Regions from separate parts of the Mus musculus genome. Here all the other regions are linked to region 1. A link is a contact called in public HiChIP or PLAC-seq, capture Hi-C and promoter capture Hi-C data. All regions are on one chromosome and are shown on one strand. The core of a region is the stretch at or near the end of the contact, and the rest is flanking DNA. Distances in the headings are between cores, read along the strand shown.

Region 1 (4,606 bases), core at 1,374-3,873:
GGAGGTGCCGGGGATGGGGGTTCTGTCCTAATGAACCCAAGCAGACACAGCAGTTCACGGGATGGGATGGGCAGAAGTCTTAGTGTGAGGAGGGCGGGAAGGTATTTCTTGGAGGACACCAAGGACAAAGCCCAGGAAACCCCAGCCCGCAGGAAGCCACCAGCCACACTTACTATTTTCTTCCATTTCATCCTCCGATTTTGATACCACGTCTTCACCTGTAACTGGCTCAGGCCCAGGGACTCAGCTAGATCTATTCTGGAAAGAGTAACGCACACCCTCAGCGGGTCAGGCCACCACCTGCCTACCCTTCCCTCGAGCCCAGTCTTGCCCGGCACTACCTGTCAGGGGTAGAGAGGTACTTCTGCTTCTCGAAGCGTTTCTCCAGCCCCATCAGCTGCAGCTCAGTGAATACGGTGCGACTCCGGCGTCCTTTCTTGGCTTTCGCGCCAGGTTCACCAGAGCCAGCTGCTTCCAGCTTCCCGCGGAGTTGCAGCTCCAGCGGCAGGTGCGATGCGCCTGCGGGGCCGGGCATCCCAGGCCCGGCGGCCAACAACGCCGAGCCCAGCCCGGAGCAGCCGAGCGGCGCCAGTGGGAACTTGAACACTGCGGCCTGCTCAGCCTTCAGCACCGCTACAGAGCAAAGAGAGAAGGGGAGAGAGAGAAGAGAGAAAGATCTGGGTGAACTGGATTCCAGCCTCCCACGCCACAGCGCTTTGCTGCGTTTGGGAGCCCGAACCAGCCACTCCCTGGGGATTTAAACCCAGCATCCTGGGCGACCCTCCTTCAGGTAGCTATCCCGAGGAGTCTAGAAAAGAGTATCCCTCGCATCCTTTGCTCTTTTTTGGAGTCCCCATGAGCCAGTAGGCTCCGAGATTTCAGGATGCTTTAGAGCAAGTTCGCTGCTCCGAGGACATAGAGTATGCCTTTCGTGAAAAAGAGAAACTAAGAAGAAACGGGTGAATTTGGAAGCGGGGGCGGGGGTGGGGGAGCTTTTGCATTGGGAAAAGAACGTTGTGGAATGTGAGCATTTGTTTTTCTGGGCGCTGTACCTACATCACTGGCTGAGGCTTGGACATTGGCGAGGAAAGGGTCACCAAAGCATCCTTTGAACCTGAAAATTGTCTTTCTTGTTTCCTCTGTTCAGACCCCCTCCCCCCAAGAAGCATGAAGACCTCTCCATGTTCTTTAGCCCTAAATCGGCTGTTTGCCCGCTTCAAACGAATTGCCAACAACAGAGTCCTTTTATAGTGAACGGCAGCAGAGAGGCTGTGAACCAGATGAACATCAAAGAGGCAAACTGGACTGGCTGCTACCAAGACTGGACAGAATCTGGGGCCGGTTCCGGAGGCCGCTAGCTGAGCTGGAGTCTATATTGGACGCTTCCTTTCCTGGTAGGCTTCTCCTAAAAGAGATACTGGAAAGGATGGATCTGCCTGGCTGAGAACCATCAGGGTAAGGGGAGCATAGAAAACATAGCAGGAAGTGGGAAGAGAATCTTGCGGAGGGGGAGAGGTAGAGGGGAGACAGATCCACTTTACCAAAAGGCTAGGAAGGAGGTCAACCAAAGAGAGTCACTAAGCCCTAAGCCGAGATGCAGTACAGGGCAGACTGCCTCACAATCTCCCAAGAGACAAGACGGAGACAGAAAAGATCTGAGCAAGTGCTTCAAGACGCACGAAAGCCCAGCAGATCTCGGGATGGAAGGACCAACTGGGCAGCGGATCACAACCAGGCCTCTTTCCCTCAAACAAGGCCTACGGAGACCCTGGCCGCAGCACAGGCCTCGGTCGGTTGCTGACTGGAAAGCACGGGGTTCTGAAAGGCTCCTGGATGGCTTGGGCATCCAACACTATGCGACACGACCCTCTTCTCCAGAGCTTTCCCAGTCTGGGCAGCTACTGTTATGCCCAGCCAACCCTACCGCGAAACTCAGGCTTCCCCTGGTTTGAAGTCATTTTGATCCAGAGTGCTCGGTAGATTGATTTTGTAGCAACCATAGGGATGCGGTCTCTGGCTCCTGGCCTCGCCTATCACCCGATTCGAAAAAACTCGAAGCCGCCCTGAAGCAGAAGACAAACTCTCTTCTGGTCTGACGCGAGGACACAAGGCCTGGTTTCTGCCTAGCTCATTGCTCGCACCCTCCACTTTCCCGTTGGAGTGCGCGAAGAGAGGTAGGTGCCTCGGGCCTGCGCTGAGCTGCATCCCAGGTCGCTCCAGAAACAGGGGAGAAAGAGGATGAATTACGGACAACCCCAGGTCTCCGACTCCCACCCGCCCGCCAAGCCCAGTCCTCTGCGCGGCGGCCGCTGCACGTACCCAGGTGGCTGTGGAAGGGCCGGGCGGCCAGCAGCGCCTGTACGCCGAACTTGAGCAGCTCGCCCGCGGCGGCAGCGGCGGCCGCGGGCGCTGCGCCCTTGGGCCCCGGAGGCTCAGTGAGGATCTCTTCGATCATGAAGCTGCGGTAGCGATGCGGTCGGTGATCCGCACAGCCCTCGGGCGGACCGAAGCGCGCGGCTCCCGGCTCCCCTGGCCGCTGCATCGCGGCTCCCGGGGATGCGCCCGCGGCTAGGAAGCGACGGCGGCTAAGCTCCGGCGCGGGGCCCGCGCGGGGCTCTAGGCCGGCCCGCAGCTCGCGGCGGCGCGCGGGCGCCGGCTCATGCCCCCTCCCCCGCCGGCTGGCCGGGCGGAGGCGCAGGGCGCGGGCGGGGCGCGCGGGGCTCGGCCAGTCGGACCCGGGACTGCGTCCCCGCCCCGCGCCGCCGCGCCTCTAGCCTGGCCAGCCCCGCGTCACTGCCTTGCCCCGCCCGCCCTGCCCCGCCCCGCCCCGCGCTGCCGCCCCCCACCCACTAGGCCCAGCCGGAGGGAGGGACCCAGGAGGGAGGAAAGGAGGTTGAGAGGAGGGAAGGAGGGAAAGAGCCCGGGATAGGGGCTCGCAGGCCGGGACCAAGGGAAAAAGAGGAGAGCTCGCCCAAGAGGACAGCCCTGAGGATAGGACACTGCGGAGATGGGCAAACCGAGGATCTTGAATGAGAGGCGTGAAAAAGTCTGAAGACAGACAGCAAGGACCACGCAGGATCCTAGGCAGTGATGTGAAGGTGTCCAAGACGCCTCTTAGACGTGAGTGCGCCGAGACGTAGAGAGGAGAGAGCCCCAGAGGTGCAGGAGGGCACGGGGAGGGCACAGCAGCAAGGCCAGCGGACTGGGTGGGATGGGGAGGGGCTGGAGTGGTGGTGAGGAGGAGGGGCAAAAGCCAAGCTGGGAAAGGGGTAGCCTTAAACAGCTTTCCCAGGTCTGCGAGATGCTGTAGGGATCCAGTGCAATACACCGGGGTGTAACTCGCAGGGTGGTGACCATGCCTGTGCACCACTTCCCCCCCTTCCCTGTCCACCCCAACCTCAGTTTACCATTTTGATCTCAAATCTCTGAAGCTACCCTGGGAGAAAAAAAAAAAGATTCTCCAACTAGGATTTACCTAAATTTCTAATTTAAGCTTACCTGGACACATTTTCTCTGGCAACCACCAGACTTAGTGGGCTGAGTTATGTTTACTTAGAGCAAGGGATAGAATAAGGGCAGATGAATAAAAAGGGGAAAGACTGTCACTGGATGAACTTTGAGGCAGGGGATCATGGAATACTCTGAGAGTCTGGGGACCTAGCTCCATCTCTGAGCCTCCAGTCTCTCACAGGACTAAAGATGGGGCTGTTAGATCATTCTCTTTTTCTCTCCCCAAATTAACCTCTGTTGAGTGTGCCTCTTTGAGTCTTGGCACTGACAGTTTCTGAGCTGTCTCAAGTCTGGAAGACTTGACTCTTGGCTCCAGGGAGTTTGTGGGGATGGAAGGTGAGACTTTTCTATACCCAGGGTGACCCATGCCAGCTGTTCAGGGGTAGCAAGAAGGGTAGGGTGTCCTCAGGAGGCTAGGAGAGGACTTGCTGTATTTCCTATCTGCCTCTCTCAGGAGTCTTGGGTTCTGTCTCCACCCTGTCCAGCCTTCCTAGACTGGACTCCATGTTTTAAGCCACTCCTACTTCCCACGAATGCTCTCCACAGAGCCTAAGCCCTCACTGCTGGGAAACTGAGTTCATCACACTATATCCCAACTCTCCAAGTTGAAATAATTTCTTCTGCCTGCTGACGGGGTTGGGGTGGAGGGCTCAGAAGCCTACTGGACTGTAGCATCCGGGACACTAAGAAATGACCAATAGCCTTTGACCATTGAGCCTGGGAAGGGGACAAAGGGCATCTTTCCAAATGTTCTGCTGAGATGCAGACCCCCCCCCCCCAAAGCTCATTGCTACAGCTCAGCCAAATGTGCAGCGACTTTCTGAGTCAGGAGACCACCATCAGGACTGAAGGGAAGCAGTCTTTAGTGGCTTCCCGTTGCTTTAGACTCCTGAAAGGGGATAATCAGGTAACCAAAATAACTCTTTAGAAGGGTGATACAGGACCCACTAAGACCACCCGCACACATATCAGAGACAGAGTGGCAATGGGCATCTTCCCACTGAACAGAAAGGAAAGTCGGTGTCTACTCAGGACATAGGAATCTTGGCCAACAACCTCCTTTCTCAATACAACTCAATCCAAGGACTGGTTCAGG
Region 2 (4,606 bases), core at 1,465-3,964, 990 kb before region 1:
ACTATTTCTTTTTTTGACTTCCAAGAGACTGCAATACTTTAACTGCATCGACTGAACAATAAATCATCTCCATCTTTTTAGTCACTGGAAGCTAGTATTTAGCCTTATCTTTACTAATCTTATAATAAGAATACGAGTTTCAAAGATATGCTCTGGCAAGGTCATATTCTAATGACCTTGGTCATATTCAAGGACCTTTTATAACAGGTCTTACTGACAAAGGATTGGCCGCCCAAAAAACCAAAGAGACCAAGGAAAGGTATGCTCTAATGACAAGTGGGATAAATGTAATAGGCAATTTCTATTGATAGTTTGGTCCTTTGTTCAAATTGTTTGAAAACACTAGTTTCTGAGCAAAGTGCCAATGTGTGATACCATACTTTCTGACACAAACACATCTGAAACCCGAAATAAAGGGCTCCAGAATTCTCTTGATCATGGTTGTCCATCTACACAACTTCTAAGTGACTAGCAAGGCTTAGCTATGGAACCAAAGTCATTTCAAGTTACACAATTATACTAACAATTAGAATAAAAAAATACATGATGATCTTACATTTCTTCAGGTCCGCTTCTGTTATTTGAATGTTAACATACGCAAAGACTTTCTGTGAATTTCCTACCAAAAAAAAATTTTTTTTTAAGTTGATTTAAATCCTTATCCAGAAAACAATATACATCTCAACAGCCCTCTCTTTACTTCTTTTTTTGAGACAGGGTCTCTCTATTATATAGGACTGGCTGTCTTGTAACTCATTATGTAGACCAGGCTGGCCCTGAATATACATCTGCCTCAACCCCTCGAGGTCTAGATCAAAAAATATCAAACACCACATCTAGCCTTAAGAAGCTATCCAAGCTCAAAAAGTGCATTCATAGATATTTATTCTTTGAAAGAAAATACTTTTTACCTCACCTGACTAAAGTCTGCATTTTTATAAACATGATCAAAATATTTCAAAATGAGTAAAAAAAACAAAAAACCCTGAAGTAATCAATTCAGACACCTCTTAACAGTATATTAGTGTGTAATCAGTTCAGACATCCTGATTGTTAGTGACACTCTACTTAATAAGATAATGTTAGAATGTTGACTCCGAAAATTCAAAGTACAGATGTTTTAGAAATTCAAATGTTTTATACTTTTTCTGGTTTCAAAATTAATTTTCATATGAAATAATCCAGGAAGCCATATATGATGTTTAGCGCTAACATTCAGCTCTGGGGTTGCTTCTCCTGTAATATCATTGACCTTGTCTGTTTTTAACTCCCTCGTGTTACAGATTTACCTTGGTCATCTTTCCGAGTGATGATCTCCACGTCAGAAACTTCTCCAAATCTGCCGAACTGATTTTGTAGGTCTGTCTCAGAAATGCCCTGTCCAAGTCCACCCACAAAGAGGCGCTTCATTTCTCTGTTGCCTTGCATGGATGTTGGGCATCTATCTGGAAAAGTTAATTTTGGACAGAAAAACAATTTAATAGTTTTCCAGAAATTTAACACAACTCTTTCCCCTGAAACTTCTGTGCCAACTTCATCTTATGAAGCTATGTCTCTTCATATGTATTGCTTTCAGATTTTATCAGTGGAGATTTTACAAAGGCCCTCCATCCACATTCTCAATGAACACACTTTGCAACTGCACCTAAGTACAGCACATCCACACATCTTCTCCCAGATGTTTTCTCTAAAACAACCACAGCTATTATATCTTATCCTTATTGATTTTTTATTCGAAGTACTGCCCTCCCCCATTCATTTCTACATTTTTACCTTAACATATACTGGCAAAAATAGTAAGCTAACGGATAAAAATAGCTTCATCCTGGAGCTCCAGTCATAACAAAGTCTGCAATTACAATAGTATGGCAAAATACAAGTGTCCCCTAAGCGCTGTTAAATCACAAAGACGGCAACTTAAGTTATACCTAAAATATGTTTCCCCACTGTGTGCCTGTATTGTTCAAAGCAGTCTGAGTGGATCTCATCGGTCAGGGGAGTAGGAGCGGTTACGGCTTTTCCCAGTGCCACTTAGAAAACAGTAGTGGTGACAGCAAGGATCATAATGAAGTCTAATTTTGGAACCCGGAATTGTTAACACTGTCCTACCAAGATTGCTGGAAACGTTTTCCAGAGGTCGCTCCATCTCGTTTAGCTCTCGGCGGATGTTCAGCTCTTACTCAAACCTTTCTCAAAAGTTGGCTGTCTCCTTCCAAGCGAGATCACTAAATAGCGGCAGAAGCCCAAAGCAAAGGCCAGCACTCTGGGAAAAAAACCTACAGTGTACCCCTTCTTGGTAGCCACCGCCCCATCCTTCCAGCCCTGCCCTCTCTCTTCGAGAAGCCCCTAAGGAAGGAGAGGAGAGGCTAAGCCCAATAGCCCATCACTTCTCACGAGCAAACACTCTTCCTCAGGGCGCTTGTCCGACTCAGCTCAAGCCCGGCGTAGCACTTAACGTCTAATAACACGTGCCGGCAAGTGCATTTTCCTTTCCTTCCTACAAAGTTTCCAACCCAATCTCCTAAGGTTCCGTTATCCCGCAGTTCCAGAGGGCTCTTTATTTCCTCCGCCTTCGCTTTTACTGACGTTCTGTTAGTTCTCCTCCACGTTGTAAAACTGACAGAGTGTGAGAAAGAAAAATAAAAATCGGTAATTCCTACAGAAAAGACACTCCGCCGCGTGGTTCCTGATTTCCGGTTCAAGTAGGCGGAAGTGAAGAAGCGGAACCAAAATAAAGAGACTCCTTTCCTCGTGCTTCCGAGAATCCGCCCCCTTCGGTGACGTAAGAGCTCGGCTGGCCCAGTGGCCGTTAGACGGGATGGGCGGCCGTTGGAGGGTGACGTGCAATTTGGAACGAACCAACTCGCAGAGGCGGCGGGGGTGTCTAGACGCTCGACGCGACATTTCGCGGGCCGTCAGGCTCGGGAACGTCGTCCGAGGCCGTGGGCGTGGACGCGCGACTCCCGGCAGCCTCTCCCCCCGTGAGCTCGAGAGTGGTCCGTTCCAGGAGCGCGCGCGCTCCTTGAAGTCTCCTGGCTGCCCGAGGCGCCCAGACTGCCATTCTCCGGGCTACTTCACCTTCAGGGTTCCACGTCGGTAGCCATGGATTCCGAGACCCGCGAACTGCGCGCCCTGGAGGCGGAGGTCGCAGCGCTGCAGCGAGAGTGCAGAATGCTGCAAAACGCTGGGGAGAAGGCGTCCGGAGCCTGGTACGTGGCTCGGGTCCATCCCTCCCAGCCCATGCCCTGTAGCACCCCGCGGACCTCTCAACCTTATGACAGTTCTGGACTCCGACTCCCTCACCCCCCCAAGACCCATGCTCAAGAACGTGGTGGGAGACGTCCTGAAATGTGAACTTGAATCAGTGTTCTGGGAGAACGATGACCTCATGAGTGTGTGAACGCTGCGTTTGGGGCTTATGACTTGATTATAATCAGCAGAAAATAGTTTCCTTAAGGGTTGTTTTCGCCCAGTTGATGAGAATCAAAGGGAAAATCTGGCTTTTCTTTAAGCAGTCTTTGCCTTCGGGAGAACAGCATCTAGATAGCTGGTTTTGTTTTGTTTTGTTTTTCTGGGTTTGGAGACATTGTTACTCTGTAGGTCAGGAACTGGCTCAATTTGATTTCAAACTCAAGAGTCTTCTATTCCGCAGCCCCCAACTCCCACACACAGTGTTGGAGTTATTACCTGAGCCACCATACTTGCTCTTGTCTAGTTGGGATTCCCTCCTTACTCTGGTTTCATGGATTTGTTTTTGTGACTCATCTAACGATGTAGTTAAGGGGCCCTGACCTTTTTTTTTTTTTTTTTTTTTTTTTTTTTTTTTTCTGCATTATGTTAGAAACATAAGGGTTGGGGGTATATAGCCCCAGGGCAGGGCAGCCTAGCATGGTCAAATTGGTATATATGGCTAATGCCTTCTATAGGAAACTGTGATAGTCTTCTGATTAGTTACTATTGTTAAGCCTTATTTAAAGGTAGTTGATCTGAGTGTTAAATAGTTAAATAGCTTGCCTAAGGTCCTAGAGAAATCCAAAGCCCAAGCATTGCCCATTCAAAGAGAGAAGGAAGGCTAGAACTAGCAGTAACTTAGTATCTTAAACATGGAAAAAAAATACCTTTTTTATTAGGTGTAATTTGGAACAGGTTCAGAGAACCTTAGTGCAGGAAACAAATTCTAAAGAAAGAGAACGTTGTTAACTGTTGAAAGAAAGAGGGAGATGTGTGTGTGGCCTCCAGCTGTGCATGCTCTTCACAGCAAGAATGGAGATGCCTGCTGCTGATTCAGGGATGGCCCACAGACTGGAAGCATTAAGATTAGAGTTGGGGAGCCTGCCAGGCTGACTCCATCCCTACTTACCGAGTTTAGAATTTATATTTTATCAACACAGCCTGCCCCTGAACTTTTGAAAAGTTCTTTGTCAGACCATGGGAAAATAGTTTCTTAACCCACCAGAAGATGTCATTGTAAGCCCAGTATGGTATAGTAGATTGGTTATGGAATCTGGGACTCCTCGGTAATGGAACTGAAAAGTTAAGAGTCCAGATTAGGGAATACATTAAATGTCAATCCAAAATGTGTAGATTTAATGATTTTTTTTCTCAT
Region 3 (4,606 bases), core at 1,311-3,810, 760 kb before region 1:
CTTTCACAAATCCATCCACAATAAAATGACCATCTAAACTGTTTCAATTGGACATATAAGACAATAGTAAATTGCAAAACATAAACCCACAAATCAAAAATCCTAAAACGCAAAACTGAGACAGAAAGTGTGAGATGATCCCTACAGCTTGATGTTCAGCCCTAAATACTCCAGACACATGCCCCAGACACTACAGGCTCTAGAAATGACCTGAGGTTCTCCACTCGGTCTCTGAAAGGTTTTAAAACTAGACCAACATGCAATGGGCAGTTCTCTTCAAGTCTCAACAAAAGTTCTTTCTGGGCAGGTTAGTTAAATAACAAGTCTTTCACGATACCTTTGTCAAGAAGAAGGAAAACATGACAGCTCTGCATAATAATAGGAGTGGACATTGTTTGCCCTGAACCTCATGGCCAACACAACCCAAAAGGCTAGGTGCCCGGGACAACTGAGTAAGAGACTGAATGACAATGAAATGTACAGTGAGCTCACAAGACTCCAGAGCCAAAACCAACCAAAGGAAGGTAAAGGAAGCAAATGCAGCTGCCTCAGGACAGTTAAGCTGCAGTAGCCTTGAGGGAGGCCACAGGCTTCAAGTCACACCCTCAGGCTGCATGGAGGGCCACCAGTGCTAAAATGCAGCAAGTTCCTGCCCAAGAGCCCTCGGGGTCTATGCCTGAGCCTGTAGACAGGACAGTGACCAGGTGGCTGACAGCCTAGTGAGTGGGTCAGAGGGCTAGCTGAGCCAGGTGGACAGGGATTTAAGGTACCGTACCTGAGAATGGACAAACCGCAAAGCTGTCACAAATCACGACGTAACTCAGACTGACAAGTAACAGTGGAAACTTCTGGAGGTGTTGCTAGGGGTAGGGGAGACAGAGAACCCTGATACAACTCTTCTCTGTGAAACTGGCTAGCGGTCCACCTTCCTGCGCACCCAAGCATGCCCCATATACTCCTGCAGCCCTCACTGATCTCCTCTACCCCAAGACCCCAGGTCCCCAGAAGGCTCATTTTCTCTCTCAATCCGTCTGCACGTGGCAGTGACAGCACGGATGTCCAGTTCCCCCACCCCAGCCCAGCTCCTGCAGGATGGGCCTAAGGATAGCTGTGTATGCATGCTACAGAGGAGGAAGGGCTGACAGGGGACTTTAGAAGAGCTTTTCAACTCAGTGACTGATGCTCGATCAGAAAGAGTGAGCATGCCTGGGGAGGCTAGGTAAAAGCCTCCCTCTCTCCAGGACTGGATGAGACAGGCCTGGGAAGCTGAGCAGAGAAACAAAGCTCACCTGCTCTCAAAGGAGAAGGGGGACTACAGACATGCCCAGGACCGAAGGGAGCAGAGTTTCTCCACCCCACTTACATTAGCACTCCTTGGTCACAAAAGGCCTTAAAACACTTCCAAGAGGGGCCTTCTCCTCTTCAGTCTACATTCTGAACAAATACACCAGGAGGTCAGAGGTGCCAACTAGACACAAGACCCAAGCTCTAGGCTGCTCAACACTCAGTACAGCTCCATACAATCTGAACTTCAGAGAGACAAAAGTACATCCTATTCCTCTCTTCACTTTCCTAATGCAGCCTACTGCTTCTCAGTGGTGGAGGTGTGAATCACCCCAGCTCCCTGAGTTATTAACCTTCTCACATGACACCTCCCCGCCTTCTACTCCCCCAGCCCACCACATTCCTGCTAGCTTGTAATCAGGCAGCAAAATGTCAGAGAAATCTGGGGCTGCACACAGATCCATCCATATGCTTCTCTTCCTTTAAATTCGCCTCCTTGGAAAGGACTACATCTTCTGAAACCGCCTTTCAAGTTGAACGAAGGAGAAACCATTTAAAGTATATGATCGGGACGCGAACCTGTGGCAGCGCCCCGTTCCTGACAGCGCAGCAGCAAGGCAGAACACCAGCTCTGTGGTTTCTCGAGGCTGAACTCCACTCGGTGGGCTGACAGCACTCTGGGAACTTTCCCCTGTGCTGCCCAGGCCCTGGTCCAGGCTCAGCCTCTGGCCCACCGTTGCCTGACAGTAAGACGAGCATCCCGGGGGAGGCTGCACGGTGTGAGGCCACGCGGCACGCACAGCGCATGAGGAAAGAGTACTGACGGGACAGAGAGAACCGAGAAGGGACACTAGGAGGAAAGGGGAGCCAACGGAGCTAGGGGTGCCGGGGATGAGTATGGAGCAGAGGAGGGTACTGTGGGGGTGCCAGGGAACCACCCGGGCGGAAGCTGGAGGAAGAGTCACGACCTGGGTACCTGGACGGTACCAGGCACAGAGCTTCGGGAGCCGTCGGGTGAGGCCCGGAGCCGGGCTGCCCGCCAGCCGCTCACCTGCGCGTGGGCCACCACAAGGCTCTTGTTGCCTTCGCCATGGTAACTCCATTCATTCTCGTCCATTTTCCCCTCTTCCATGCCCCGGCGCCCTGGAACTTCGCGGGCCGGGACGTGGGGACGAGAGCTGGAGGCCGCCCGCCTCGCAGGGCTCCCGCCGCAGCCGTCTGAAGAAAAGCGCCTGTCAGCTGCCGCCTGCGCTCTCAGCGGCGGCGACTTGCAGGCAAGGAGCGCCGGAAGCCACGCCCCCGGCGGCCGCCATTCCCAGAACGGTCAACTTCCGGGTCCCGCCCACCTTACCCTCGACGTCCAGGGTGGTAGGTGGAGTGGAAGCCATATTATGTGCTGGCAGAGTGACTCACTTCCGAAACGCGGACCTGGGAACCGGAAGGGAGGTTTCCGGATCTGCTCCCGGACCTTGAGGCCGGCGGCTTCCTGGCGCCCCGAGTCCGAGGCGCTCACCCTCGCACTGTCCTAGGGCCACGGCTGGATCTTCGTGGGGCTGCAGTAAGGCGCCGGGCGACTCTGAGCCTCCGCTTACATCTGTAGAATGGGATGCACCTTCAATGGCCTTGCTCCGGCCAAGAGAGCCATTAGGTGGTGTTCACACTACTCCGGGAAACGTGGCGAGGAAACCTCACCGTGGAGCCTTTGCCCCAAGACATCCAGAAATGCAGATGAGGCAATAGACTCTCCCACCCCATCCCAGCAGAAAGCAATGACCTCAGTTTATCCTTTAATGCGGGGAAGATTGGCCCTGCCTGGTAGAGCTGCCTAAAGAATTATATGCGGTCCTTGTGCTCTTAAAAATGATTTGGGGCTGGACATGGTGATGCTCTCAGCATTCTGGATGTGGAAGCAAGAGATTTCTAGGAGTTCGAGACCGGCCAGGGTTACTTAGTGAGATCCTGTCTCAAACATAATTTTCATATTTGTGTTAAATTGTTTGGCCACAGCACTGAATATTGCTGTAACTGGTGTATGTGAAGAAAATCCAGCTTAATGCAGGCAGATAGTATGGGTTTTTTTGTGTTAATTTTTCCAAGGAAGACTGGGAAAAAAACAAAAAAACCTGTTCATTCTAAATAGGACACCAACAACAGACTGAAAGATCCTAATAGAATGTAAAAGGTCACAGAAGCCCTCAAATTGGCAAAATAGATTTCATTGTTAGTAAAAGTAGCTTCACTGATTTAGAAAAATAGAGGTGCACAATGCTCTGGCCGCGCCTTGAACCCGTGTGTCTGCCAATGTTCTGACCGTTCCTTAAACCCAGGTGTGTGCCCACTGCTGCACCTCACTGCGAGGTGTTTGTGATATTGGTTGCTGGGATAGAATCGAAAAATCTCCCCAGTAACCACAGCCGGGCCAATCCAGAGTTGCTCCACCTGCACCAGACTCTTTCCTTGTACCCCTCCCATACCCATTTCTTAAGAATAGACATTGTTTAGATCTGGAAATCCCCTACTCCCCCCTTCTCCTCCCCCCCCCCCCCCGTGAGGGCCTATAAAAACTGGGACCCCTTTCCCCTCGGGGTCAACTCCTCTACCCCTGCGTGGGATACAAGTCGTCCCCAGAGCTCTGGCTTTCCCCCCAATAAAGCCTCAGGTGGTTTGCATCAAGTTTGGTCTTTTGTGAGTTCTTGGGGGTCCGCTATTATCCCGAGACTTGAGCGAGGGGCTCCTCTCGGGGTCTTTCAAGACCACAGAAATGAATGTACCCAAGTATAGCTTGGTGAACCAAATGAATTTACAGGTCATGCTTAGAGGAGCATGGGTGAAGGGTTATTTATATTAGTGTGGAAGACCTCAAACCAGCTGCACTGAAAAAAACAAAACAACAACAAAAAACCCCTCCCATCCTAGCACAGATCCATTCCTCTTCAAAAGCTGAGTGGGTTTCTCCTTCAGCTAGTCTACCTTCGATAACCCCTGGAAACCCATGCAGCTGAGGCGGCTGTTTTGATTAAGATGGCAAAGTCTGTGTTTTGCTCCGAAGATGGGTACACAGCACTTCATTCTTTCTCAGGCTTTCCTCCCACCCCCTCTTCTACTGTATTCTCTGAGCATTGAAGGAAGCAATAGAGATGTTTGGTGATTGCTTTTCATTTTGGCTGAGCAATGAACCACTATGCCATAGCAACAGCCACTTGATTCTTGGCAACTTGACGGGCTGTCTTCCTAGTAACTTCTACTGGCTGTGTGGGGGAGTGGGGGGGGGAATTCTCTGTACAATTGACACTAACAGCACAGTCATCTATAGGTACTCACA
Region 4 (4,606 bases), core at 713-3,212, 680 kb before region 1:
GAAGTGGGAAGGCAACCCATCTGTATGTGCAAAGGGAGTGGCACTATAATTAACAGTTGCTACCTGCCTGGAGGACCAAGGAGGGGGGAATGGGAGCCCAGAAGACTAGATTTGGGAAGAGGACACACCCACTCCATATTTTCACTCCATATTTTCTGACCTTCATCTATCACATCACTTTACATGCCCCCCCTCCAGGGGGTTGCCTGCCCCTCCCCCTCCAGGGGTCCCACTCCTTTGGTCAACCCTCTGCCAAATGAAGCCAGGCTTGGGAAAGTTACTAATGTCCTCTGTCAGGCAACAGATTTGAGAATCTGTGTGAAGACTCAATTCCTACCCGCCCAAAGAAGCAGGCACTTCTGGGACTCACCCAGCCCTGCTCTACCCAGACTTTAAGGACTCATTCCCCTAAAAGTCAGAGAGGCTCTCAAGAGTTCAGGCATCTATCCAAAGCTGACTGGGAGCAGAAGTATCAAAAGATGAGCCTGTGATTAATACTCAAGAGCAGAACTGAGTCTCACAGGGAAGGGAAACTGTTGAGATAATCCAACAAGCTACCTGTGTGGCCCCATGCCAGGCCTTTCCAAATATAGAATACTAAAAGCAATACTTCTGGATTGGCAAAGCTGTATTCCTACTTTGCAGAGCTGGAAGCTAAGGTTTGAGGAGAGCTTACCCATGGCTCACCCAAGGCTCACCCATCACAAGCAATAAGAAGGGGTTGGTCCAAACTCAAGTGTGTCCTTCTCCCATAAAGCATTTCCCCCAGTCTCCAGAACAAGGCTGGGGAGTCAAGAAGATGGGAGAGTTACTAATACTTAAATCATCCCAGAAAGCTTACCCAGGTCCCTCCTACTGCCCCTCCCCAAGCTCTTGGCCAGCCTGGGAGTCTAACCTCTCTTCCTACAGTGGGATGACACAAAGTACCATGTTTCCAACAGAAGAACACAGACTCCACGGTGACAGGCAGGCCCTAGGAGGCAGAGCAAGACAGGAAGCGGTCGATGGAAGCCATGCATCCCAGTAGTGGGAGCACCATTAATGAGATGGGGAAAAAGCAGCTGGTTGAGCGATGGATATCGGGAAAGCCGGCCTGTCAAGGGCCATAGGCAACCAGGGGCTGCGACTCACTCAGCCCTGTATCCATCCCTTCCCAGCCTCAGGCGGTCACGAAACCTGATGAATAGCACAGAAAGCAGCTGCTCCAAAATGGGGGGGAAGTGATTTGCTTGAAGGTGACAAACTGTGGTCAACCAACCCCAGGTCCAGCTTTTCCCTGGGGTCACTTGCACGGACAGCCTCAGTTGTAAGGGCATCATCTGCTCCCCACCAACCACACAGACACACCCTAGGCAGCAATAACCATAGCAGGACATCAGTCCTCAACGAAAAGGCCAACAAGGCCTGCAAAGAAAACTAGCGGGTGAGTGGGGCTGCAGGGAGTCTGGACCCCAGCAACCGGACACAGGGCCGAACAGGGTCCCTTCACCGTCACTGCCCGGGACCGCAACTCTAGGTCTCCTGCCCCACCCCTGGTACCTCCCACCACTGGGCAGGGTGACCTTAGCGCCCGAGGCAGGGGTCGCAGCCGACCACTCACCTCTTTGAGCTGCTCCATCTCGCTGCGGATGGCCTCATAGTCCACCTCGAGCTCCTCGAACTGCAGCTTGAGCTGGTGCTTCTCCTCCAGCACCGCCAGTCCATACTCGGCCGCCTGGATCTTCTCACGCGTGGTCTCGGCCAGCTCGTGGGACAGCCGCTTCACCTCGGCGCGCAGCCACTCCGGCTGCGCCTCCATCACCAGACGCGCATACTCCTCCTCCTCCGACGGCGCGGACATGGTGGCCGCGCGCCGAGGCCGGCTCCCACCTTGGCTCCCACAAGCCGGGCCCTCTTAGCCGCCGCTGCCGCCGCCCAGCCCCGACGGCCGCCCGCGCCGCCGCACTGCTCCTCCCTGACGCGCGCGGAACACTGGGGGCTGCAGTCCCACTGAGCATGGACTACACAACCCGTAGTCCCTTGCGCCCACCTGGTCCGCGCTTGTGATTGGTCTAAATCTCAAGGGGGCAGGCGCCTAACGTGACGCAAAGCTACGTCTCCCTTAGCATTGTGGGAGATGTAGTCCTATTTTACGCTCACTGCTTTGCCCGTTGTGCTCTGTACCCGCCTGGCTCCAATCGTTGATTGGCGGGCGCGTCTGACGTGACAAAAGTAGGGGTGCCACCGACCCCAGCCCAGGGACCCGGCAGCCACCCGGAGAACCTCAAGCCTTCCGCTCCCAGCCTTTGTGGAGTAAGGTGATCCGAGCTGTGGATATCACGAGTAAGATTCGCGTCCTGAAACGTCAGAGCATGGCTGGTGAGACTGTGTGGCGCGCGCTTTATGCGGAATTTGAATGACTTGTGGCGGGCCGCGGGCACTGCCAAAAGGATGCCAACAGCCTGACGCTAGGGGCTCAGGGGAGCCCAGGCCCGGATACTACTTCCTCTTGTCCATTGTCCGTTAGGATTTTCTTTCATGGAAATGAAGGCACCTCCGTGAGCATAATGTCAAAGGTGTATTTAAATGTTGTCCGTCCCCCGTTTTCGGCGAGACGTAGCTGTACTCTTCACTATAATTCTAAATAAAACTTCCCTCCTTGCATGGTGATTTGGATATAACAAGCGTGTTGTTCCCTTTCTCACTGCACACACCCCCGCAACACCACACCCTACAGCTGCGGACCACCATCAAACATAGAGGTCAGCTGGAGAGATGGCTAAGAGGATAAAGCTCTTGCTCAGTAAGAGCAAGGACCTATATTTGCGCCCCTAGAGCCCACCTAAAGCACAGTCTATCATCCCAATGTCCCTGAGGAAAGATGGGAGGTGGAAATTGGAGAATCCCCTGAAGCTAGGCTGGAGTATGAAAGACAGGGGCGGGAGAGAGGGGGAGACAAGAAAAGCAGAGATAACCAATCTCAAACAAGATGGAAGACAAAGACTGACAACTGGATCTTGTCCTCTGATTCCCAGTGCATGTGGGGCCTGTGTGCCCACACAGGAACATGAACCCACTTCACACACACACACACACACACAGGAACATGAACCCACTTCACACACACACACACACACACACACACACGCGCGCGCGCGAAAAGAAAATCTAGGATCAACACAAGAATTGCATAGTAAATCAACTTGGTGTGGTGGAACACACCTTTAATCTCAGCACTTGGGAGGTAGAGGTAGAAGAATTTCACGGCCAGCCTAATCTACATGTCAAGTTCCAGGCCAGCCACGACTAAATAGAGAGACCCTGTCTCAAAAGAGAGAGAGAGAGAGCGCTGTATAAGTAAATGTGTTATTCCTCCTTCTCTTTGGCCAACCAGCCTAATTTTGTACAACAGTCCTGGCTCTACACTGAGGCCCATATATCAGGCCTACGCAAGCTGTTCACACTAAGTGAAGGTGGATTTAGAAGGAACAAACTTTCCTCCAACAAGTCCCCAAGCTCTACAGAACCTACACTTATCCAGGCTGCCTGGGAACCTCTCCATACCCACCTGAACCTGACTGTGAGGCAGGTGTGAGTAGGGAGGGGGAGAGCCATGAGTTTCTGGTGAGAACCTGACCAGGGAACTTTGAACTTGAAGATAAAGGTGATTTGAGATACAAATGATAGCTCACTACTATTGTGGGCTTCCTTCAGCAGGGACAGTGCTGACCAGCAAGGTTAGGGCCTGGAAGAAGGTTTCTAGGATCTCCTTGTCACTGGTTGGAGTGGGGCAATCAGGAAATACTTCTCTGAGGAGGTGACAGCAGAGAGAGAGAGAGAGAGAGAGAGAGAGAGAGAGAGAGAGAGAGAGAGACCCAGAGGACTCCACATTCAAGGATGATGTATGTAGATCTTCCCCCAACTTTCAGATGAGAGACCACCTCTTTAGTACTCCCTGGGTCACAAGCCTGGCTCACTCAGTGCTCTCAATATTTCAGTTCACACCATTGTTTTATGAATGAGGAAACTGAGGCCTGTTACCAAATCCTTGGTATTGCCCTTGATGTCCCACCCCCTCATCCATTCATGCTGTCACTCTGCCTCTCAGCAAATACTGCGTGAGAGTTACCTGCCTGTCTCAATGGCCCATCACCTCTGCCTGAATCATTGACGTCGACTCCCCTCCCAAAACAAAGATGTTGAAACCATTTCCAAGTCTGCACTTGCTCTAGAAGGGCCTCTTCACTCCACCCACTTGCGTGTTGATTCCCTTTCTGTGTCTTAGTTGCTTCCTTCTGTTGAGTGTGTGTATTCTTACATGGTGGGTGGGTCACCTTAGAACGTCAGCTCCAGGAGGGCAGGAACCTCCACAAGGCCCAGCATTTTCTAGCCTATATCTGGGGCTCCAGCCAGGTTCCCAAGGGATTCCTCTCCCTAACCCAGCACCGCTCCCTGGAAAGGTATGCCCTCTGGTGATGAGGCAGAGGACTACAGGAGGGTGGAGGCAGCCTGGTAGAAAAGAACTTGGAGCTAGTAGTAAGGACTACTACTAGCCAGAAATGCAGTATTCTTATCCACTGGTGAACTTAGGAGCAAAGAAGAGTGAATTCCTCCATATTAACCTGCT
Region 5 (4,606 bases), core at 631-3,130, 590 kb before region 1:
ACATATTTGTTTCCTGGTTTTAAGATTTTAATTTAGCATGTGTGTGTGTGTGTGTGTGTGTGTGTGTGTGTGTGTGTGTGTGTGTGTGAAGGCAGGGGATTACTCCGTGGTTCTCTCTTTCCACACACAGGTTGCCAGGCCTACAGAGCAAGCACCTTTACCCACTGGGCCATCTTGCTGATCCTATTTTCTGCTTTCTGATTAGACAATACACTTACTCATTGTTGCAAAGTCAGAAAATACAGGAAAGAGAGTAGAAAGTCCAGAATAAAGAATGCCTGTAACCTCACTGCCCAGTGGCAGTGAGGCGTGAGGGGGAGGAGCCAGCTTCCTGACAGTTTTCCCTGTGCCCTGTTGTATCCTTGGCTCTTGAACTGGCCTGGCAGGTGTCAGGTGCTCAGTAGTCACCCCCATGGCACACACACACACACACACACACACACACACACCCTCAAAGGGTTCTCAAGCCATCATTTCTGAACCCGAGGTGGGTGGAGGTGGGTGCTAGTTGTTGATGAGCTGACTCACCCTGGATGGTAGAACTGCAAAGTGGTCAGATCCCAGGCATATAACCAACTCCTCTCCTCCCCTCTAACCTACCATCAGGAAGTTAATCCTTGTGCTTTCCCATGGACAGCTCTTTTTTTTTTGGGGGGGGGGGGAGGGAGTTTTTTTCGAGGCAGGGTTTCTCTGTGTAGCCCTGGCTGTCCTGGCACTCACTTTGTAGACCAGGCTGGCCTGAAACTCAGAAATCTGCCTGCCTCTGCCTCTGCCTCCCAAATGCTGGGATTAAAGGCGTGCGCCACCACCGCCCCGGCGCCCTGTACAGCTCTTATCTGAACCTTTTACCCATCGACAATGGAATGTTAGGGCTTGAGTCATTGTGAAAGGTTTTGGGGGTGAAATTCTCATTTTTTTTTTCTATTGAGTAGAGACTAAAGAACCAAGAAAACAAGAGCTGGAAGGATAGCTCAGCAGTAAAGAGCACCTGCTGTTCTTGCATGTGATCTGAGTTTGGTTTCCAGCACCCACATGGTGACACACAGCCAACCACTGGCATGCAGAAGGCACACATACATGCAGGCCAACCGTTCATGCATAAAAGTAAAATAAATCTAAAGAAAAAAAGGATGCTCCCTGGAGACTTTGAAGAGCTCTGGCCCCACCTCCTGTATGATGAGACAACGTGGATCTGTGGTTCTGTGGAGTTCTATCTGTAGTGCTTTGTTCTGTAAGCCTAGGAAACATCCCCACCCTAAATAACTGTTGGTCAGCGCTGCTGAACATTGGGGGAGGGGGAGGGGGAGGGGGAGGGGGGAGGGGCGGCACTGAGCCACACGATGGTGGTAGGTGCCTCCCCCCCCCCACGTCCTTCACAGCTTCTACCCACAAATCAAGGACACTTTAAATCCCTCTAAGTCCCATCCCTGAGCCTCCAGGCAGCTGCTCTCCACTGGCAGACAGGGATCTCTGGCTATGTGGCCAGGAATTCTGATATCTCAGAGTATGGTGGGGGTGGGGTAGGAGAGGGGTTGGTATCACAGTGGGGTCTGTGGATGGACCTGCCTTTCACGATGCAGCAGACCGGACATAAGCTTGATTTCAACTTTAGGACATTAAAGAAAGTCACATCACGCGTGACTCGCAAGTTCAAGTGAAAAGGAGACATTAGGGGGTGCTACCAACCCTGACTCCAGAAGAGAATGAGGAGGCTGTCACTCTCCAAGGTCACCTGCCTGGCCCTAGAGTCCAAAGGTGAGTCGGGAGAGGAAGGGTGTGCAGAAAGACGGCTCTAGCTCAAAGGCTTACTTCGAGGCGATCAGCCTGGAGGCTCCCCATTCTCTGCCCCTCCAGGTGTCCAATCCCACTTCTGCCACCCAGTGCAAGGGGTTGGCGGGACCGGACTAAAGTTCAACTCTAGCGTCTTGGAGGGCGCGACCTGGGTGTGGCTAGAGACAGCCACGCCTTCCAACGACCCGCCCCTCAATTAAGTCCCGCCCCCACCTCCGCAAGCTCCACAGAACACTGCGGAGCGCTCAGGATGCGCCGAACGTCTGCGACCCTTCGGGGCCGAGCGAGGCCGCGGTGGCGTGCTGGGAACACAACGCCTGTCCCAGTGAACCAGACAGGTGAGGGCTAGGGCCGCAGTTCTCAGTGCCCTCTTCACCGACGGAGAAGTAGAGGGGCGAGGGGCTGCTGTGCTGGGGACCCTGTCCAGGAAGGGGGCGTGCATCGCACTGCCAGGGCCTTCTCGAGAACGAACTTTCTTCTTGACTTCCCGCCGATCCAGCGGGCGACCCCAACTGAGCCGAAACGGGGCGGCGAGCGGCCCGAAACCAGGCGGCGGGCACCTCTTAGCGTTTGCACGGATTCGGCGACGGTCGCCCCGCGCAGTCCCAGGTGCCTGCGGAAGTCGGAGCCGGCTTCACCTGGCGGGGTGTGCGGCCCGGGGTTGGAGGGAGTCATGGAAATGTCTTCTGGGTTGCAGAGAGTTGTTATCATCTTTGTTGATTACTCCAGCCACACTTTACCAAAGGGAAAGTGAGCCTGTGATAGAGGAGATGGGAGGTTATCCAGCAACCAGGACCCGGGCTGCATCTAGGCTGTCAAAGGTCAGAGGTCTCCGGGAGGAGGGAAAATGGTTGTTAAGTGTGCCGAAGAGGGTTCTACACTTGATCTTAGCCAAAAGGGCGAGAAGCGATGCTGATGTCAGCTTTGCTAACTCTTAGAAACACCACCAAAACCACATTCCTCCCAAGAGCTCAGTCCTGCGCATCCAGGAGGTTTCCTGCCTCTGTGGAGGGCTTAGCTGCATTGCACTGGAGGAAGCTGAGGATCTGTAGGCACATTGCCCTCACCCTAGAGCAGTGCTTCTCAACCGTCATAATGCTGCGACCCTTTAATACGGTTCCTCGTGCTGTGGTAACCCCCAACCATAAATTTATTTCCATTGCTGCTTCATAACTGTAATCCTGCTAGTTATGAATCCTATTGCAAATAACTGTGTTTTCTAACGGTCTTAGGAGATCCCTGTGAAAGGGTCGACTGACCCCCAGGTTGAGAAACCTTTAGTGGGTTTGATCCGTTTGATACCATCCCATCGTGCCAGCCCATTGCTGGCCCCACAGGTGTGGCTAGTTTTAGCTTTCTAATTGTTACTCCACAGGAGCGCCTTTGTGTTAGAAGAGGCTAACTCTGGGCCTGGTACTGCTGGGGGGAAGGGGGGACATGCTTGTGAGTACCTTCTGCATAGTAGTCTGGAGGAGTAGGTGTCACCAGCTAGAAGTGGATGGCCTTGCCTAAGGTTATCCCTTGGGGTGGCCTTGGGGCCCTGCTTAATTTGCAAACAAAAGGCTATTTGCATCGGAATCTCTGGAGAAAGTCTGAGAGTCCAGTGTCTCAGTTGTCCCTTGCCCTACCTGGCATCAGGAGGAATCCACATCCTCACAGTGTGTCCTTGGCACCCAGTTTCTAAGCATGTCCCAGGCTCCTTGTTGTAGTTCTGGTTGTAGTCCTCTCTTACTAGGGATGAGTCCCTACCCCAGTGTCTCAGTTCCCTTAGGAGATGCTAGGTGAGTGCGGTATTCCTGCCCCAAGGCTGTGGACAGGATTCCCAGAGTATAGGAGAGCCTCTTGATTAGAAGAGTCTGTGGGGCTTCCTTAGCCTGTTTAACAGGCCAGGAAGGGAAGGGAAAAGAAGGCCTGAAGCTGTGTGGAGATAGTTTGGTGTTGTCAGAAGATAATTGAGAGATTAAAAAAAATGGGGATGTGTAGTTCCCACAGTCTGTAGAATGGGCCCATTACTGAACATTCTGGTGGTCTGTGTTCTCCTGTGGGTAGGACTCCGGGCAGGACTAAGTGTGTTGTCATCTTTCCCCCCACCCCTCACTCAGCCCGGGTCTCCTATCTAGACTGGATAGAGGGTTTGGCTCTGCTCCCAGGGCAGCTCCTGAACTCCTTAGTCTGGGAGGTTTTCCAGGAACACAGGGTTCCAGTGGCTGGAGGCCACCTCCTGCTAACCCCAGAAGGGACCTTGAAAAGTACAAGAAGAGAGGCTCAGTGAATAAGTGCAGGTGGGCCTTTTGAAGGGTGTTCTCAGCTTCATCCCTGTAGCCTGCTGTGCCCATTACTACATAAGAGCAACTGAGGCCCAGTGCTAGCCGGTGTGAATCAGCATGGCGCTCCTCTCCCCTTGCCTTATGCACCCCCAGAAGATTCAGAGATACATTTGCCTTGGCTGGAGTAGCCTCTGTTCTGCCACGGAAAGAGAACACAGTCTATGGTCTGGACCCCAGCCTGGATGGCCCATGGTTTCAGGGGCATAGGAAGATGGGCTCAGAGAGAACAGATGACTTCCCTGAGGGCACAAAGCCAGGCTACGGGCCTTACATACTCGGGATTAGGACCACATGTTGTCCTCGCTGCTGGTGTCCAGGGCTCCTGCGGTTAGAGTGTCTGTGTACAAATAACTCAGTCATCTTTAAGAAGTTTGAATCCCATCTCCTCCCCGCCCCCCCCCCCCAGCTCCCCTTGATTCACATTTGGAGAGATGCAGACCCAGAGCAAAAATTATGTAAGGACCCACAGGCAGGTGCGAACACCAGCC
Region 6 (4,606 bases), core at 785-3,284, 550 kb before region 1:
ACAGGTCCTGCCAGCAGGCAAGCAGCAACCTGTGCCCCTTAGGGAAGAGGAGGAATACCCAGGGCCTATCCCTAGATCTGGGGTCTACCTTGCATCTCTTGTAGATCCTGGAGTGGACATTGGGTGTGTTTTGTAGCCCCGTGTGTCCCTGTAGCTGTCCTGTCTCAGACTAAGGTCTTCTCTCCCTGCAGGCTTGAGGTAGGGGGAAGGGGACTCCTATATGGTCTAGGATGTAGAATCTCTGTGAACTTGAGTGTTGTCCTTGGATCAAATGTTGCACAGACTCTGGAGTGCCAAGAAGCAGGTAGCCTGCAGTTGGGAGGCTACCTCAGACTGCTAAAGGGGGTGAGGGCCTCAGTTTCTCTCATGGGACCAAGTAAGGTCCTCAGGTTCAGAGGAAGATACAAAGGTGGAATGCTGGCCTTCCTGATGAGGAGTCTGGCAAGGGATGCCTAAAAATGCATGATTCAGGAAGTCCTCAGTCTCACCCCACTGCTAGAACACAGTGATGGGTGTGCAATAATTGGAGCCCTTCAGAATGGTCCCAATGGGGTCTGTGCAGGGTTCCTGCAAGATGTAGCCCTTGGATCTAGCCCAGACTGGCCCAGGCACACATGTAGGTCAGGTACATAGTACCTATACCCTGCTCTGGAACAAAGTCTGTCCATGCTGTCTGTCCCCTCTGCAGGCACAGATTAGTGCTGAGGACAGCTGCCTGCTGACTCTGCATTTGCCTGGCCGGTGGGGAACCTGAGCAAACCTCGCTTTCTGCAGTTTTTAGCAAGGGGCAGGAATGTATTGATCAATACCACTGGGTCCAAGAGTTTGGAGCTCTAAGTGACCTTGTAAGTCAATCTCCAGATTCCTTTCGAGCCTCTCACTCCCAAGATGAGAGGTTGCAGCACTGGGGAGGACAGAGACAGACACGGAGGGCTCAGGGACCCAGGGGGTTCCTGGACTGTCCGGGAAGTGCATCCAGACCTGGGGCCTCCATTCCTGGTCTTGGTCCTGGTCTGGTTCCAATATCTCAAGTTACAGCTCTAAAGTGTGCCAGACTAGCCGCACCAGCGGAGAAGCAAAATCTGGTGCCTGCTGCCATTGCTGGCTGTGAGGGTCCTGCCTCCCCGACCCTCGCAGATCTCCATTTCCTAGCTGGGCCTGGGCTTGGGGCCTTCCTGTGGTTGGTACCAGAGCTTGAAGAGCCAGGCCTATGTACAACAGAAGGGAAACAAGTTGGGAGGCAGAAAGATTTATCACCTGAGGCCACACATTTTACAGTTAGGAAAATTGAGGCTCGGTCAGACTACATGACTTCCTTAACTAGGCGGCAATGCCAGCCATTTGTCCTCTGTGTAAATGGGGGACTTGGTAGAACGAGGACCCACTAAGTTCTCTGTTAAGTCTCAATTCATCACTGTCCGGTCGAGGCCCTGTGGACTTCCGTTCGGTCCCTGGTTGCCAATGAACTCCCACCAGCCTTTTATGCCAGACTTGACCTCCTATGTGACCTTGGGTAATTCTCGTCTCTTTTAAGACTCGGTTTCTTCATCCAGGAGATGGGAGTGGGGTGGCCAGAGCGTAGCAGCAGAAAATTGAACTGAGAAGTTCACAATAACCTCCTAACCTCCGCAAAAAGCAGGCACAAGACCGGGAGGAGGGGCAGGGCATAGGCGAAGGGACGCCGACCCGGGTAGCTATTGGAGAGGCTGTGAATGGGGCGAGCCTTGAGCCGGGACGTGGCTTGAGTTCTCTGGTCCAGACAAGGACTTGGGTACTGAGTTTCTCCGCTAGGTCACTTATGCTAGCTGGAGCGGGACTCCCGGCGTCGCTACAGGAGAAGCTCCTCAGGGGCCGAGCTCTCTGCTGCGCGTAGTATAGAGTTAGGGAAGTTGTTTAGAGCCCGAGCCGCCCCACGGCTGACGCGTCTCCAGTGCGAAGTACAGAAAGGGGCGTGGCTAATCGGAGGGAGGGGCTTGGGGGCTAAGATGTCGTCGCTGGGCGGGACCTATAGGGAAGAGGCGGGGCTTAGGGCCAGGCCTGCGGGCGGCGGTCACCGGAGCCCTCGCGCCGGGCGGCGGACAGCCGAGGACGACGGGGCGGCGCCGTGTCCTCCGCCATGACAGGTGGGCGCGGGTCCAGGAGGGCGACGGGAGCCGTGTGACCTTGGCGTCAGCTGGCGCCGGCGACGCGGGCGTAAGAGGCGCGCGGCGGCGGGGTGTCCCGGGCTCTGCGCGACGGGCCGGGGGCGCCAGGGGTCTCGGGTGCTGAGTGGGGGGCCGTCGCGGGTCGAGGAGGAAGAGCAGCAGGTGAGCGCTCTCCCGGTGCACTGCACCGGCTGCGCCTGCGGAACGGGCGGTGTCCCGGGACGGGATGGATCTGAGAGAGGGAAATGGTGCTCCTCGCCAGTCTGCTGAGACTTTAGAGCGCCGCTTGCACACAACCCCCTTGGAGGCGGGACCGGCGCTGCAAACCTGGGTAGCTTGTAGTACCAGGGAGACGCCCGTGTTTCCCGCTCTAGATGGGTCTAGAGAATTCGGACCCAACAACTGGATCCCTCTTCTCCAGGATGGCTTGGTTGCCCCAGCCCAACCCTTTTGCTCTGGGGACTCACCCACTTTATTCCTGATCCCAGAGGGACACAGTGACATTGCTGTGCTAAGTTCTCTCGGTAAAAGATCCGATGAGAGGATGAGTCAGCGAGGGACCCCTGCTGCCTTAGAGCCTAGGGAACGTGATAGCTACCAGATGCACTTTTTTTCTGGGAGTCTCTTGTACTTCATATGGCAGAGTTCACCTGGGATAGCCCAGAGAGATGAGGTAACCCCAGAAATCCCAGGGGTCTCTAAACTGGAGTCAGCGTTGGGCATGCACAAAAATAAGACCTCATAGGTTGCAACCTGGTGACTTCTAGAACAGGTTAGAGGAGACCCCATCTTCCAGGCCCTTCTTGTTTGGAGCTGCAATTTCTGAGCATTATGTGTAGAGCCCCTAATATACACTCTTGTTCAGAATAGCCATTTGGGGGCAGAAGGAATATTCTCATGTCTGTGTAGGAATGGGAAGATAAAATCTCAGGTTGGGTAAGTGCCCCCAGACCACCCTGCTGGTCAGTGGTAGGAGCAGAATGGGAGCCTTGGCCTCAGCCTCTGGTTTCCCAGATCCTCTAGTAAGTTCATCAGGATGTGTGGGACAGATCTCGCCTGTGCTGGCCTCCAAGGGCCCATTGTAGAGACAGGATACCCATGGAAAATGAGACATCCCACCTCCAGGAGAACAGGTAGTTGTGGGGGTGGAGAACTTTTAGCTGGAAGGACACAGGCAGGCCTTGATTGTGGCAATAATACGCTTTCCTCTCTGCAGTCTACTTGCTGGCGCTTTGACACTTCTAAGCATCCCACCTTTTTCTAGTGGGAGATGGAGACTGAAAAGCAGAAGTCTGAGAGGGTTGGATGGGCAGCCCTGGGGCGACAGATCCCTTGTTCATTCTTGGCTCAGTGCCCTGGTGCACCAGCTGAGGGTCTGCCATACACATTAGTCTTTGTTGCCTCTGAGTGTGAGTGTGAGTGTGTGTGTGTGTGTGTGTGTGTGAGAGAGAGAGAGAGAGAGAGAGAGAGAGAGAAAGTGTGTGTGTTTGGTGGTGATAGATACTGAGAGTTGTGTCTTCACAGAATAGGCAGTATAGTATGGAGCGAGTGATCTAAGCCAAACCAAGTACTATGACAAGAACTTATGGGAGTGGTTCAGAGGGGAGTCGATGCTCAAGTTCTGGACCCCAGGAGAATTGTGAATTCTTGGAAGGGGGCTAAATAAACTGGGCATAAATCAATCACATCTTCCCAGCCTGCTGCATGGGTCCTGGCTCTAGTGAGCTGCAGACAGAAGGCTCTGGGACCCTAGGAGCAGAGTAAGGGCAGGTGGGACCAGCTGCTTCAGGGTCCCAAATGCCAGAGTGAGGACTTAGGTCTGGGCTGCTGAAGTTGAAGATGAGGTGACAGAGCCAAGTTTCTGGTACGAGCTGGCAGGGAGGGAAGTTACAGGGAAAGGCTCATGGATTCTGCACAGAATGATCTCTTCTTTATCTAGTAAAGGCATTCCTGGCCTTGTTTACCGGAGCCTGGTATCCAGGCAGAGCCTTGCCCGAGTCTCCATTATACCCAGTGGCTGCCTCTATGTGGTTGCATGAACAGCTTATAAAAGCCACAGGAAGCACAGGAAGTACACTGCCCTAAAGCTGCTGCTGGCTTAGCCCTGGGCTGGGCCACCCAAGGCAGGTGACTCAGGGCTCCTGTGACTCATGGCTTGTGGGCAGCAGAGGTCCATCTTGGCTAGTGGCACTCAGGGTAGGAGGAGGCCGCTATGAGGCACTGGCCACTATCCACCAGCAGATCTCGCCTTGCCTTTGGACCTTGGACTGGAGCCCACTCAGAATTCTTCAGTAAATGCCTACTGTGTGTGCATCCTTGTACACCCTGGCACGATGTGGAGTGAGACAGCCTTGGCCTGCTCCTGTCTGGAAGAGAGCAGACCCCAGAATTCTCGGTGATTCATATGTAAATGACAGAAGGAGAATGTCAACTGGCAGCCCCAGCTTGGCTGTTACCTCCAG

What was found. Promoter capture Hi-C pulls out the DNA fragments that hold promoters and counts their contacts. HiChIP or PLAC-seq counts read pairs in DNA pulled down with a chosen protein or histone mark. Capture Hi-C pulls out chosen DNA fragments and counts their contacts.
Region 2: a promoter capture Hi-C map of adipose tissue shows a contact between it and region 1, with 2.5 times the contacts expected there. The contact joins the promoter of Nol8 here to the promoter of Barx1 in region 1. A contact is called at or near these places in 5 of 484 Hi-C or Micro-C datasets (B cells, cerebral cortex, cortical neurons and 1 more) and 1 of 9 other capture datasets (adipose tissue).
Region 3: a promoter capture Hi-C map of embryonic stem cells shows a contact between it and region 1. The contact joins the promoter of Ippk here to the promoter of Barx1 in region 1. A contact is called at or near these places in 2 of 39 promoter capture datasets (embryonic stem cells and pre-B cells).
Region 4: a promoter capture Hi-C map of embryonic stem cells shows a contact between it and region 1. The contact joins the promoter of Bicd2 here to the promoter of Barx1 in region 1. A contact is called at or near these places in 3 of 39 promoter capture datasets (cranial neural crest, embryonic stem cells and pre-B cells) and 1 of 115 datasets of contacts at active chromatin or transcription factors (pro-B cells).
Region 5: a capture Hi-C map of embryonic stem cells shows a contact between it and region 1, with 2.4 times the contacts expected there. The contact joins the promoter of Susd3 here to the promoter of Barx1 in region 1. A contact is called at or near these places in 2 of 39 promoter capture datasets (both in embryonic stem cells) and 1 of 9 other capture datasets (embryonic stem cells).
Region 6: an H3K4me3 HiChIP or PLAC-seq map of embryonic stem cells shows a contact between it and region 1, with 41 read pairs. The contact joins the promoter of Card19 here to the promoter of Barx1 in region 1. A contact is called at or near these places in 7 of 39 promoter capture datasets (cranial neural crest, embryonic stem cells, hippocampal neurons and 3 more), 3 of 15 datasets of contacts at CTCF or cohesin (embryonic stem cells, large pre-B cells and stem cell-derived epiblast-like cells), 18 of 484 Hi-C or Micro-C datasets (the G1E-ER4 cell line, Sertoli cells, cerebellar granule neurons and 8 more), 19 of 115 datasets of contacts at active chromatin or transcription factors (bone marrow-derived macrophages, craniofacial prominence, embryonic basal ganglia and 8 more) and 1 of 9 other capture datasets (embryonic stem cells).

Annotation. Positions count from the first base shown.
Region 1 is chr13:48,661,053-48,665,658 of GRCm38.p6, reverse strand. It overlaps Barx1 (BarH-like homeobox 1), which reads right to left and starts at 2,623. Exons shown (of 4, transcript NM_007526.4): 1 at 2,320-2,623; 2 at 342-633; 3 at 174-258. The coding sequence starts at 2,542. Gm36606 (a long non-coding RNA gene) reads left to right here and starts at 2,867. Exons shown (of 4, transcript XR_382336.3): 1 at 2,867-3,120.
Region 2 is chr13:49,651,186-49,655,791 of GRCm38.p6, reverse strand. Nol8 (nucleolar protein 8) reads right to left here and starts at 2,714. Exons shown (of 17, transcript NM_001271397.1): 1 at 2,110-2,714; 2 at 1,290-1,445; 3 at 557-619. The coding sequence starts at 2,146. It overlaps Cenpp (centromere protein P), which reads left to right and starts at 3,061. Exons shown (of 8, transcript NM_025495.3): 1 at 3,061-3,209. The coding sequence starts at 3,103.
Region 3 is chr13:49,419,196-49,423,801 of GRCm38.p6, reverse strand. It overlaps Ippk (inositol 1,3,4,5,6-pentakisphosphate 2-kinase), which reads right to left and starts at 2,560. Exons shown (of 13, transcript NM_199056.4): 1 at 2,336-2,560. The coding sequence starts at 2,416.
Region 4 is chr13:49,338,905-49,343,510 of GRCm38.p6, reverse strand. It overlaps Bicd2 (BICD cargo adaptor 2), which reads right to left and starts at 1,962. Exons shown (of 7, transcript NM_001039179.2): 1 at 1,601-1,962. The coding sequence starts at 1,840.
Region 5 is chr13:49,245,568-49,250,173 of GRCm38.p6, reverse strand. It overlaps Susd3 (sushi domain containing 3), which reads left to right and starts at 1,880. Exons shown (of 5, transcript NM_025491.4): 1 at 1,880-2,129. The coding sequence starts at 2,042.
Region 6 is chr13:49,213,454-49,218,059 of GRCm38.p6, reverse strand. Card19 (caspase recruitment domain family, member 19) reads left to right here and starts at 2,034. Exons shown (of 6, transcript NM_026738.2): 1 at 2,034-2,123. The coding sequence starts at 2,117.